2 separate regions of the Anser cygnoides genome follow, and region 1 is linked to region 2. A link is a contact called in public Hi-C data. All regions are on one chromosome and are shown on one strand. Each heading gives the region's core, a stretch centred on a gene start, on an enhancer-like site or on the middle of the called end of the contact. The rest is flanking DNA. Distances are from core to core; before and after follow the strand shown.

Region 1 (6,234 bases), core at 451-2,950, 38 kb after region 2:
TACCGATCCCTGTCCTACCCATTCCTGTTGCCAAAGACTCAGCAAACTGCCAACGAACTGAAGTACCAGGTGCCTGAGGCTGTTCATGCCACCGTCCAGGTGGGTGCTGATGGTCTCCTGCTCATCTCCCCCTGAGAGAGCTTTCTCCATCTTGCCAGAAGGAAGTATCACCACTTAAAATTATAAAATGAAAAACTCCTACTTAATTTAGCTCGTGGCATAGGTGGTCAGATCTTCAATTACGATAGAATAATGCGACTCTTCAAAAAAAGATGCGTTAATTTATGCCTCCATCTTTGGGGATAAGAGGGCTGAACAGCATGTGGTACTCAAGTTATGGAAGCACCATGACTTTTACAGCTGTGTAGTTTTCTGGTTTGTTTTCTGCTGCTCTTCTTCTAATGCCCAGCATTTGGTTTTGTGTCCTGGGTGGGTCAGGGCTGGCCACTGAGTGCTTATCCCAGATTTTCTCAGAGATGTCTGCCAGGCTCCCAATGCCTTGTCCTGATGGGTCAGTTAAAGCCAAGGATTAAGAGGAGTCTCATGGCTGTTGCTTCCTATGTTGAACTTCATCTGCATTTTGTTATGTAGCCGCTAAGTCCTACGGGTCCTCTGCACACTCAGCCCAGTCTTGTTTCTGACAGTCATCCTCACAGTCAGGATTGCAAAGAGCTGTATTTAAAAGCTGTTAGCTATTTTTGGTGCAAATATTGAATACAAGCGTTAACCAGCAGAAACTTGTTGAGGAACAGAAAGCCAAAACAGTTACGCTGAAGCAGCAAGGCAATAGGGTGCCTCTGTGGACAAGAGATGCATGAAATAAAATGGCTTAGACCAAAACCAGGAAAAATGCATGCCTCTGCTGTTCGTAAGGAGTCGTCCACCCAGATGACAGCAGCGCTTGGGGAAGCTTGGTGTAACAAGATGCATTTTTCTGAGTCTGTGGGCTGCCAGGGCATTGTCTGTGCCTTGCCACGTGGTGTGAGGGGTGGCCAGCACGGGAGTGTGTGTCATCCTTGTCTCATGCAAACGGGTTTGAGCATTTCACATCAAATGCCAAAACAACGTTTGCAGCTTGTTGAGAAATGGTCTCACTCCAGGCATCATCATGCTTCTCTGTGGCTGCAATACCTCCCCGGCTGTGTCCGTGACACCAGCTTCTTTGGAAACTTGGCTCTCACGGAAGCAAGGGGGTTTGTTTCCCCAGAGCACACATTCGAACCTCAAGATAAGACTCAGCTTTTAAATGATGGGCCCCAAAGTTAGGCTCTGCTGATTGCAAAGCTGGAAGCAGCTCCCAGAGGAGAAACCACCCTGAGCACAGCCCCAGCTCTGACTTTCCTTGGGCCCCATGCCTCAGGGCTGCTGGCTGAGCGCATCAGCCCGTGGTGGAGGAGGAGGAGATGTGCATCGAGCCCCCAGTGCCAACACGGTGACTGCTGCCTGCCCTGGGTGCTAGCGCTACCTGGTGATGTGCAGCCTCGTCGCGATGTTTTGGGGGCATGGCAAGTAACTGGCAGTTCCAGGAAATTGCGGGCCGCTCTCACTGATGCTGCAAATAGAGAAAAGAGAGCAGGTTTGTCTTGTGAATTATTAATTTGAAACCACCTCGCTCATTTATAATTTATGCCCCGTTGCAGCTTTTAGAGGCCCCTCAGGGTCCTGATATTGAATCCTTTGTTCAGACACCAGCCAAGCCCACGTTATCCTGCCTTGGTGCTGGGTAGGGGCTGTACAGGCAAATGTCAGAGCAGAAGTTACTGCCCCGAGTGTCCCTGGGTGTGGGGTGGCTGTAGAATATCTGGCTGAGGGTTTTCTTGTTTCTGAGCCTGTCTGCAAATCTGTCTTCAATTGTGGGCAGATCAGAGGCAGAGAAAACACAAAGGATCTGTGGGGATTGCACTGGTACTGCTGGACTGCGCCGCTGACCTGTCGTCAACAGTCTCTGACCTCGTTGTACCATCTGGCTTTGCTCTCCTTTGCAGAGAGGAGCAGGAAAGTGCATTTTAGGGAGGGTTTTTAGAAGGCAGGGTGGGCAGGATCAGTGCTGGCAGAGCTCCCGCGTGGGCAGAGGGGCTGAGTGCAGCGCGTGGGCAGCGCCGTGGAGGTGTGGGCTGGGAGCTCAGGCACAATCCGTCATCCTCTCGCGTCTGAACTTTGGGGCTTTGCTCACAGTAACGCTGCGATTGCACACGGGTTTTGCAAGACTCAAAAGGCCTGCTGCCAAAGGCAGTGCCAGTTTGTTCCCTTCTCTATTTCCATTCTAGCGCTTGCAGTTATCAGCCAAAGATAGCGCTGCAGAAGACGTGGCGCGGTGAGGCAATATCCAGCTCGTGATGTAAGTGCAATGAAGATTTAGTGCCCTGTCCATGACCAAAGCCCACCACACCTCTTTGAAGTCTGCGGGAGAGCTTGCATTGTCCAGGATTTATGATTTAGCCCAGAGCAAGCTGAAAATTTATTACTCTTGTGTCAGTTAGAGGAGCTGGAGATGACAAACCTGGCACAGCACTTGGCACTGCTGTGTGAGATGTCGCTGAGGGGAGAGGAAGGAGAACGGAGCTCTTGGTGGTGGGGCTGCGAGTAGCTCACGACATTTTCTCCTGAGCAAAGCAGCGTAGGTTTAAAGCAGTTCATTTAAAGCACTCCGTCTGGAAAGGATGGGTCTCCAGGAGTGAGAGATGAAGCTGCACTGACTCTGCTGTGGTGCTTGGGGTGAGGGGTTGGCAGTGCCCAGCCTTCCCTGCTGGGTCGCTGCCCCAGCTGTTAGGGAAATTAATTGCCCCCCGAAGGCCCTCAGCTGGGCTACAGCCAGCAGCACACCTTTGGTGGTGGATGGCGACCACAAAGTAATAGCAGGGCTCCAGGCGAAGGTGTCAGACAGGGATGGTATTACGGAGCAAACCCAAAGCTGGAGCTGGACGTGGGGAAGGAAAAGAAATCTGCCGGAGGGATTTCCAGGAAAAAATGAGGCTGAGCCCCAGAAAAGGACAGTTTTTGTTTTGTTTTGTTTTGTTTTTTCACATACTCACACATTTCACAGGTCCACGCTGTTTGGATCTTGTCCTGCGTATGAATGAACTGCTGTGCTGCTCTGATGGCAGTTTTGCGATATTTTAAGGCTATCGTTTCCACGTTTTTATCTTGACAACATTTAAAGACTGAGGCTAATCAAGACTAATTACTGTCCCTGAGCACTACCGACACGTAATTAAAAACGACGTGTTCATCTTGGAGACCGTCGCTCGGGGCATGCCCTCACTGCTGGTCGCGCTGCGCCGGAGGCAGCTGTGGTGGCAGGGGGCTCGGGCTGCCACCAGGCTGCTGGACGCAGCCGAGGGCACGAGCAGATGAGCTGGCTCACGTTGGGTTGGTGCTGGTGCTATTGCAGGGGGAGAACGTGCCCTGGGGACCTTGCAGGATCCGCTTTAGAAGGGGATTTCCAGCACAAATAAATAAGTCAGGTTGGGCAGTTGGACTGCTATGAATGTTCAAAGTCGTATCGTCGCAAAGTGGGTGGCTGTTGCAAGAATTGTGTAGGAGAAATAAATGACCTCAGGTGCACGCGACAAAGATGTGGTCAGCATTATCAAGCTGGCTGAATAATTATGTACATTATTGTTAGGAATTATTACTGTAGGAAAAGGCTTTGACCCAGCTGGAGACCTCAGCTTTAAAAATAGCTGCAGAGGAGAGGTCACCGATCAGATATGCACCCCTAAAGCTTGGAAATTCAGATTGTTTTTAAAACAGCTTATTGTAAGACCTTAAGCAAGAGCAGGTCTTCTTTGCTACTTCTAATTCGTGTAGAGCTGCTTTGTTGGGAGAGAGGAACAAAGCGGCAACATGACAATGCACTTTTGTTTCTGTCCAGACATTATTAAACATTAATTCTGTTTTTAAGCTTCCTTTTCGCTTATTACAAATGGTGAATGTTGCACATATTGCCTTATTTAGTGAGATTCTGAGAGGCAGCAATGCCTCTGAAATAATTCAGTTGCAATGCTGTGCTGTCCTGCATGGGGCTGAGGCAAAAGTGTCGGTCTCTTGCTTTCCAGGTGATCCGTTCTGCTGCTGACTGGTCGGCCGGCATTAAATACCACGAGGAGTCCATCCACAACGCTTACATCAGCGTGATAGAGAACAGCAAGCACTACATCTACATAGAGGTGAGTGGAAAGGAGGGAAAGCAGCAGGATCCTGACGCTCTGAGCAAGGCTTGCAGCCACCAGGAGGGTGGTACTTCTTTTGAGGGTTGGTCTTCTCTGAATTTTGAGACCTGTGGATATTAATACAGAATGTGCTGTGAATTTTTGGGACTGCTTCCACCAACTTCAGACAAGGCTGATGTGTGTGTACCCTGGCAGCCTTCTGACTATAGGGTGGGAAAGCACACCTCTCCTTTACGAACCTCTTCGCAAAGCTGCCAGCAACTTCTGTGGCCTGTGCAGCAGTCTTCCTGCCCCCTGCATGGCCCCCGTGCACGCCCCAAGCCCCCACGCATGAGGCTGCTCCTGCATCCCTGCAGCCTGGAGCTGCAGGAGTCTCCTGTGCTGGAGAGACTCTCAGCCTTGGCTGACCAGAGACACGGATTCTCCTCTTTTCTTATTTTTTTTATTATCCTGTTGTTAAGTTGCTCTTTGTATGAACTGTCTGAACAGAGCGATCAATAAGGACCAATTCATTCCCCAAGCAAGCACAGACACACACATCATCTAATTAAAAAAAAAAAAAAAAAAAAGCATCCGTTCAGACAACACACAAAACACAGCGATCTTTAGTTGCTCTTTGTCTGAAAGTATGCAAATATTTATTTTGTGCATCTCTGGTATCCTGTGACAGTAGTTTTGCTTGTTTTTCCTGCAGAACCAGTTCTTTATTAGCTGTGCTGATGACAAAGTTGTCTGGAACAAGGTTGGCGATGCAATTGCTCAGAGGATTCTTAAAGCGCACAGGTAACCTCTTAACAACACAATGAAAGTCTGCCGGATGCATTTACGCAGTGTGGTTCAAAATAACATCTTAATGGACACCACACTACAATAGTTTTTCCAACACACAACCTGTGTGGGCAGACATCTACTTGCTTTTGCAGCAGTGAGATTCTTCAGTGGTTTCTGTGCTACCGTGCTACCAGGAAGGTTTTGGTTTTTGACCTACCCTGAAGCATATGTGTTTTGAGCGATGTAACTTGTTTGAAAAGCAAGTCGTTCATGCTCTGCAAAGGTCACACCTTTGCTGCAGAGCAAACCAGCCTTGGCCCGTATGGTAGGGCAAGTTAGTGGATGAGGAGGTTGAACTGGGACATGTGGGATGTGCCACTTACTTAAATTATCTGTAGAGAAGATTGCTTTTAAATTGGGGAAGCAAACACATGTCTAGGGTTTTACTGCAGGGTTCAGCTGTTGTTGGAACCACTTCTTCTGGTAAGTGCTGGAGGATATTTACAACCTGCAGCCACTGCAAGGGGACTGCAGCTTGTTCCTGGATGGATCAAACCCAGCTGCGTGTTAGGCACTCCTGTTGCATGAGAATTCCTAACCCCGTGCTGAAGTGAATACCACAGGCAGTGGCTTGTCGTCGCTTTGATCCTGGACCGCCTTGCTTAAGGTTGCTCTTCTGGAGCCTGTCTTTAAGATACATGTGTGTCGTAGTCTAAAACTGTGTCCTGGTCTTGCTGGGCTGATATAGAGAAAGCTCCCTGAACTGCTTTCTTTTACCTCTCACATGCTGCTGTGCCGTGCAATGATTGTTTTTTCCATGTAGCTGTGCAGAGCTCTGCGGGGCCTGCTTTCTCGGAGGTGCTCTCTGGAGTCTCAGAGATTTCACTCTCTTTGGTGCTTGCGCTTGGAAAGTCCCACTTGGGTAAAAGAGGCCAACCCCAGACAGACAGCAGCTCCTGCCTCTGAAACACCGCGGTAGCATCTGTAAGGCCACACGAATGCAATGAGACAGGCTTTATTCAGAGGTGCTGTGCGAGGATAAGCACTGTTCAGACTGGGAGAGCATGGGTGTTATCTGCTATGCCACTAACGACAGGGTGGAGTTGCCTGCGATCCCTGAGCAGCAATGCACAGCCCAAATAATTGAAGCAAGCTCAGGATGAAGGTGGATTTCCTCACCCAGGGTAAGTGAGGAGTCGTGCCAGTGCTGGGCAAGTTGTGAAGCAGTGGGAGCAGTGCAGTAGGAAGCTAGTCCCGTAACCATGGTCTGACCAGGCATCAGGGTGGGTCA
Region 2 (6,537 bases), core at 3,468-5,967:
TTTTTGGCTTTCCTGTCTGGAAGTAACCGTCGGTGTGGGCTGAATGTATTGTCTGAGGCTGGGAATCGGGCTTTGTAAGGCGGGATGCTCGGTGCCTAGGGAGAACGAGGATTTTTTACTGATGGAGGTGATTTGTCCAGGGTCAGGCAGGCGCTCAGGCATACCGGACCCGATGCAGAGGTTGCACCCTGACAATCTGCCTTTTACCTATGGCTATGTTTTGTAGTTGACTTTGCAAAACGTGGCCCATTTCGTCCGCAGAGGATTACGGTGTAATAGACCGTGGCATTTCTTGATGCACGGTATTGCAGAAGCTGGAAATCCTTGGGAACTCAGAACCTGAACGGGCAAATGAGTGAAGCAAGAAGCTGCTGGGGGCTGTGGAAGTGCAACGGTAACAGCTTCGGGCTCGGAAAGCCCCTCACATGCAAGTCCCTGGAGACAGGGAGAGCACTGGAGACGCTTCCCCATAACCGTGCCCCGTTTGCACGCTCTCTAAGTGTGCAAACTCTTTCCTACCCATCTGTAACAACCCACTTGGGTTGGCTCACCTGGCTGAACGTGGCCCCGGGGACACGTGTGCTGCGGTCGCGCTCTCAGCCGAAGGTGGGGGAGTTCTCCGGCTCCCTATTTTAGGGTTTTATGTAACACGCGGCTTATATAAGCCTTTGTCTGTTAGCTAAATGGGTGGAGCGTATCTCGCTTGGGTTTGTCGCTAAAGAAACACTCGTTACTTAACTCTTACCCAAGTGCTCATTACATACTTTCAGAATAGTTGAGCTCGTTCCTTTCTCGATGCCGGTAATGATGTACCTCCTTGACAACCTGCTATGGATGAATGACAACAGGGGTAATTCACCCATGCACCGAGCCACGTCTCAGAACCCACGAGAAACGAGGCTGTTGGTGCAGGCAAGGGCAAACCGAGGCATGCCCCAAGCCCTGGCCACGGGTTGCATCTTGCTTTTTCTTGCTGCCTCCTGGCAGGACGCAGTTTGTGGTGTGGGCAGGGGAGGGAGGGCAAAACCCCCTGACTTCAAAACCCCCTAGCAAAACCCCTAACTTCAGCGCAGCCAGGCGTGTCCCCGGCACCAGTTCCCATTCGGGAAGGGGAAGGGGAGGTGGCAGCCGGTCCCAAAGCTGCTCTGGGCCCTGTGACGCTGCTCCCTGCGGTCACCTGGATGTCTTCCCAGAGCAGGACAGCCGTCCTCCAGCAGGTGAAGGTGGGTCACGTCGTGCTGTGTGGGAGTGGGACGGCAGGAAGAGCTGTGCCCAGCCCCGGTGCTGGGGAGGACGGCGCGGGTTGTTTTCGGACGGACTTGTTGAGCTCCCTCAAACCTGTCATTCATGCCGCCGCGCGGCTTTAAATAGCAAGACGGCGTGCGTCGTAGCTTAACACCATACGGAGCTGCTTTGCACTCTCTCCTTCCTCCAGATACCGTGCTGCGCACGCTGACGTGCCTGGCATTCCTCCGCGCGCACCGGGAGCACTGCGCACGGCAGCTCCCGCTTCCCACCCCGGCCACACCGTGCCTGGGCCGCATGGTGCACCCTGGGACCTGCACAGCCGAGGCTGGCCCTGCCCCACTGCAAGTTTCCGAGTTCTTTTTCCCTTACCAATTTCATTCACGCTTCCCCCTTGAGAGGCAAAAAAAAAAAAATACCCAAACAGCGCGAGCTTTGTTTTTGTTTCCATGGGAATTCTGCGAGAGGGGGAGGCTGTGAAAGAAAACTGAAATATCCCGGCCAAGCCCGATCATGTTGGGATCCTGGGCAGCCGCTGAGCCATCTCGCAGCAGCTAAAGCCCAGGGGTCCCGCTGTCCCCTGGTTGTCCCCTGCCCAGGGACGGGGCTGCCGCTGCTGCCGCGGTGTCGTGGGGAGCCTCGCTGCTCTGCGGGGCCGCGCCACAGCCAGCGCTTCGGGCATGAGAAGATGTGACTACAAGTCCCAGGAGGCACCGTGGCCAGGCCGGCTGCCAGGGCTAAGTGCTCAAACTTCCTCCCCTGCCTCTTCCTCCAAAGTTAGGATGGCAATTGTTTTCCCTGAAGGATGGGGGAGGAGAAGAAAAAAGTACTTGGCTGTTTTCAGCTCCGTCCCGCAGCACCTCGTGGGGACGTGCCGCTCTCCTTTCTGAGTGCGTTGCTCTGAAATGCCCACCGAAAACCACATTTTCAGCTCCTGGTTCAGCTCCTAGCGAGGCACAATAACCCCGGTGTCCTGAAGGACCGCAGCGCCGCACGTGCCTGCGATACACGCGGAGGCTGAGAGACCGCTGGGCGAGCTGGCAGAGGGGAGCAGGGTCCCCCCGGCTGGCAGATGGCCCCTGGGCAGGCAGCACGGCCCCAGCAGCGCCCCGAGTTCCTGCCCAGCTGAGCTCAGGGCCAGGAGAAGGCAGCCCCCCGTGGCACAGCACAGGCACCGGCACCAGCATCCCCCGTGCTTGGTGCCTGCGAGGTCCGTGCAGGCGCGGAGGAAACGCAGGGAGGAAAAAGGCTCCTCCAGGTTGGCTGCAGCCAAGAAGGACGGGCGGAAGAGTGCTCGGCTCAAGAGATAGATGGCTTTTTCCTTTGTTTGTGTGTTTTCGCCGTCTTTGACACTTTGCTGAACCTAGAAAGTGTCGGCTGCTGTGAGCAGTTGCAGCTGAAGTGTGGCTGTTTGGCTGCCCCGGGCTGGGGAAACAGCCTGGCGTTTGTGACACCGTGAATAACACAGCTCTGGGGATCGTACTGGTGTAGCTGTGGTCATTTCACTCGGGGAAAGCACCCTGGTGAGAAGAATTAGGCGGGTGAATGCCTGTATTCGGGTGGTATCTGCGTTCACCGAGTCAGGGCAATCCCAAGCAGGACTCCTCCGAAATGGCTGAGGAGTGGGGCACCCTCCTGTGTGCCAGCGCCTGGGCAAAACTGCTTTTTGCCCAAGGGTGGAGGGGAGACTGCATTTCCAGGTGCAAGACTGTGGCTTCCTCCCCTCCCCTCGTTGGCCACCACCGTTGTCTGTGGTGCCAAGCGGTGAGTGAGACTGGGGTCGGGGGCCTCATCTGAAAAAATGAATAGTAATAATCCCCATTCCTTCTCCTGGGCGGTCTTTCAGCTGGAGGGTTGGGTTTGGTGGGCAGCAGCGCAGGCTCTCAGCAGTCCTCGAAAAGCCCTTCTGCAGATGTCTCTGTGCCTTACGCATCCCCACTTCGGGCCAACTCATTAGGCACAACAACAAAAAAATTTAAAGAGAAGGAGAGACATGAATAAAATGCAGAAAAAAAAAAAGTAAAGGAAAGCAAAGGTTGCTAACATTGTCACCTTGGTTTTTCCAGGACCCAGCCGCATCGCTCCCTGTGTGACCCGTACGCAGTGCGCTCCTGGCACCAGCGGCTCGCGGTAGATGAGCGAAGCTGGCATCCCCTGTGACGGTGGCCAGCGTCCTCAGAGAGCTGTGGGGAAGCTTCTGGAGACCGAAAGTCAGGTGGGAACAGAGAGCAAAAGAAATCCCAGCCTCGCCCGTTCTGTGGTCGCCCGACACCGTTGCGTTTCCCCGGGGTGTTTTAGGAGGCCTCTGCCCGGGATGCGCTCCGTGGGTTGCCCCTGGCTCAGGGAAGGCGCTGGGAAGAGCGGCGAGGCGCTCTCCGCAGGTGCTGCGCGCGGCCCTGCCCGGGCTCAGCGCCCTGGGAGCGGACGAGCCGTGCTGCGGCGCTCTCGGGCAGCCGGCTCAGATTTCTGAGTGTGATTTTAAGTGCCAAGGGCGGCACTCACGGTGTTTGCAGAAAGTCAGCCGAGCCAGAGCAAACCCCGCCTGGACAGACGGAGCGGACGTGGGGCAGGTGGGCTCGGAAACGGTGCTGGTGCTGGTGGCCCAGCCTGGAGCTGTGCTGGGGAACGTGGGAACGCTTCAATATCGCACTGCCAGGGCACTATCTGTACCTGAAGTTGGGTTATTTATCCGTCTGGGTCTGAGGGGCACGGCTCAGTTCCTTGCTACTTAAATAAAACAAAACAAAATAAATCCTTTAAGGAAGAAAACCATCACAACCGCACCGAAGCCTTGCCGTAGGGGCAGAAGTGGGAGCGCTGAATTCCCTGGAAGAAGCCCCCGGGACGCCCCCCGTACGGCTGCAGGGCTGGGAGCTGGGCTGCAGCCAGGATTGGGGCAGCGTGCGGGGCTGCCCGAGCTGCCCAGCGTGCGGAGGGGTGTCGCTTCTCCGCGTGTCGGCTCGGTGCTTCTCTTGAGCACAAAAATTTTTTCCCTGTTCCTACAAAATCTGCGCCTTTGTGATTAGCGAGGGCTTTGTGGATGGAAGCGACGTGAGAAACGCAGGGTTTGCAGCCGCGTACCGCTCAGACCCACGCAGAATGTGACCTTAATGTGATCCTTAAGTTGTGCAGCGCTAACGGTGGCACCGCTGCGTTTCATTCAGCCTGGGTGTGCACGCGCTTGTGCCCCCCGTGCCAAACCCAATTCCTTAGTGGGGGGGGGGCAAGCCTCCTTCCCCTGCCCAAACTGGCTGCGGAAGGGGAAGAAGGAAGGCGAGCTTTGCGTCCCCGTGCTGGGGGGGAATGCCCAAGCAGCCCCCCCTCCCAATTAAGCGCTCCTTTTAATTACCCCCCCCCCCATGACAAGGGGTCTCCCCGCCCCGAAGCGCCAGCAGCAGCCCCCCCCCGGCGCTGTCCCGGCGCACGGGGAGTGGTTTCCCCGCAAGTGGCCGCTATAGGCTGGGGCTGGGGCTGGGGCTCGCCTCGCCCCGCCCGGGGGGAGCCGGCCCTGGGCTTGGGGCTGCTGCCTTTGGGGTTTTGAGGCTGCTGGTTTTGGGTTTTTGGGGGCTGCGGCGCGGCCCCGAGCCGGGACTGGGCACCATGAGGCCGCCGCTCCCCCGGGGGCACGAGGTTGGTGGGGACCGGGGGGGGGGACAAGGGAGGGTTAGAGGGGGGGTTAGAGGGTACGGGGGGCTGAGGGGAAAGGGGGTTATGGGGTAGGGGGGTTAAAGCCGGGGGGCGCCGCCCGTGGGGGTCTCCCCGTGGCTGCAAAGTTCGCTCCCGGGGCTTGCAGGGGGCTTGCGGCGCCTTGGTGCGGGGGGGGTTGCAGCGGGGGGCGGTGGGGACAGGGCTCGGGACAGGGCTCGGGACTGCTCGGGACAGGGCTCGGGACACGGGTGGGGACCCGGGTGGGGACCCGGGTGGCCGCGCTGTCGCCTCCAGCTCCGGTGCCCGCCCGCATCGCCGCGCTCCTGCCCGGCTCGGGGCACATCTGGAGCCCCGAAACGCCTGGGAGCGGGCCCGGGACACGGCCGAGGCCGGCCCCGAGGTCCCGGGTGGGTTTTGGGGCCGTCGGGGCTGGCTGAGTCTCGCTCGTCCCGGCCGCGTTTGGGCTGCCCGAGGCCGGGGCTGGCGCCCACCGCGCCGGGGGAGCCACCGCGCCCTGCTCCCGGGCAGCCCGGAGGGGAGACGCCGATTCAAGGGGCTTGAATGGCCCAAAAAAATCCTATTTCCCCACCCCGTGCAGCCGCTGGTGTCTGACAGCGTGTGCCCGTGAGAGTGGCTCGCAGGTGACCGGGGACTTTCATCCCCGGGGATGGCTAGCGCGTCCCAAAGCCGGGCGGCTCCCGGCAGCACGCTTCTCCTCTGCCCAGGCTCAGCTCACGTGGGGAAGGCTGAAGGGTCTCGCTAAACCACCCGTGTGCACGTTCAATTTCGTCCAGGTACCTAGCATCCTCCTTCAGGACTACTGAGAGTTGGTTTCGAGGCTCTGGTCTGGAAAAAAAAAAACACCCCAGGGACTTCTCCTGGGCCCCCCTGGTGCTGTTTCGGCTGCGAGGAGCCCCAGCTCAGGGGCAGGGGGACACGGGCAGCTCTCGTGGCTGGGGAAGAGTTTCCCAGGATCAGAGCTGCCACTTTTAGCTGCTGAGGATATGGTTTTACGTATAAATAAATGAAGGACAAATTCCTAAGTCTGAGGTAGGTGATCTCTGCTGGTGAAATCACCCTGTTGTGGAGCGGCCTGCAATCACATGCCTCAGCTGGAAATTTTTACTACTTTTGCTAACAGCAGATTGTAAAGGCCTGTGTCAACTTGACTTTGTTATCCCCTGTAATTTATGAGGTGCTCTTTAGACTGCAGGTGTGTCTGCAGGAGAGGAAGGATCTGGTGTTTTAGTGGGTCTGTTCTCAGGACGTGATTTGAGAAACGTCTTCCTTGAAAATCTCTGCAAAGAAGTGTGGTCGTGCCCCCTTTATTTGCTAGGCATGGACCGAACTTGGTTTTTTCCACTTACTCTTTCTCTGCTAATTGATTTAAAGCAAGCCAGCAAACCTTCAGGGAAAGAAATATCAGGGGAAATAACACTCGCTGCCAGTACTGCCACAAATTGTGTTCCCGGGAAGTGGAATGGCAAAGTGAATGCCAGTCCCTGATGCTCATACAGCCTCCTGCATCGCTCTGCTCCGGCTCTGCCCAGCGAGCGGGCTGCGGGCAGCACCGCGCTGCCACCAGCGGCTCCCGTCTGCTGCCAGCTTTGCTGCAGACAGGTGGCTTTCCAGCTCCACACCAGC

Evidence for each region. A called contact is a pair of places that touch in the nucleus more often than the background predicts.
Region 1: a Hi-C map of liver shows a contact between it and region 2, with 1.8 times the contacts expected there. The contact joins the enhancer-like site here to the promoter of PLD1 in region 2. A contact is called at or near these places in 3 of 7 Hi-C or Micro-C datasets (all in liver).

Annotation. Positions count from the first base shown.
Region 1 is chr9:21,820,096-21,826,329 of Taihu_goose_T2T_genome, forward strand. PLD1 (phospholipase D1) reads left to right here. Exons shown (of 27, transcript XM_048059580.2): 19 at 1-99; 20 at 4,059-4,169; 21 at 4,867-4,955. Among named protein-coding and RNA genes, the nearest start is that of TNIK, 28 kb to the right of the region's middle. Within about 2 kb of position 1,701, at least 2 of the 3 cell types and tissues checked have open chromatin away from gene starts, as enhancers often do. A contact at or near this core is called in liver, where this site is marked.
Region 2 is chr9:21,778,925-21,785,461 of Taihu_goose_T2T_genome, forward strand. PLD1 (phospholipase D1) reads left to right here and starts at 4,718. Exons shown (of 27, transcript XM_048059580.2): 1 at 4,718-4,875.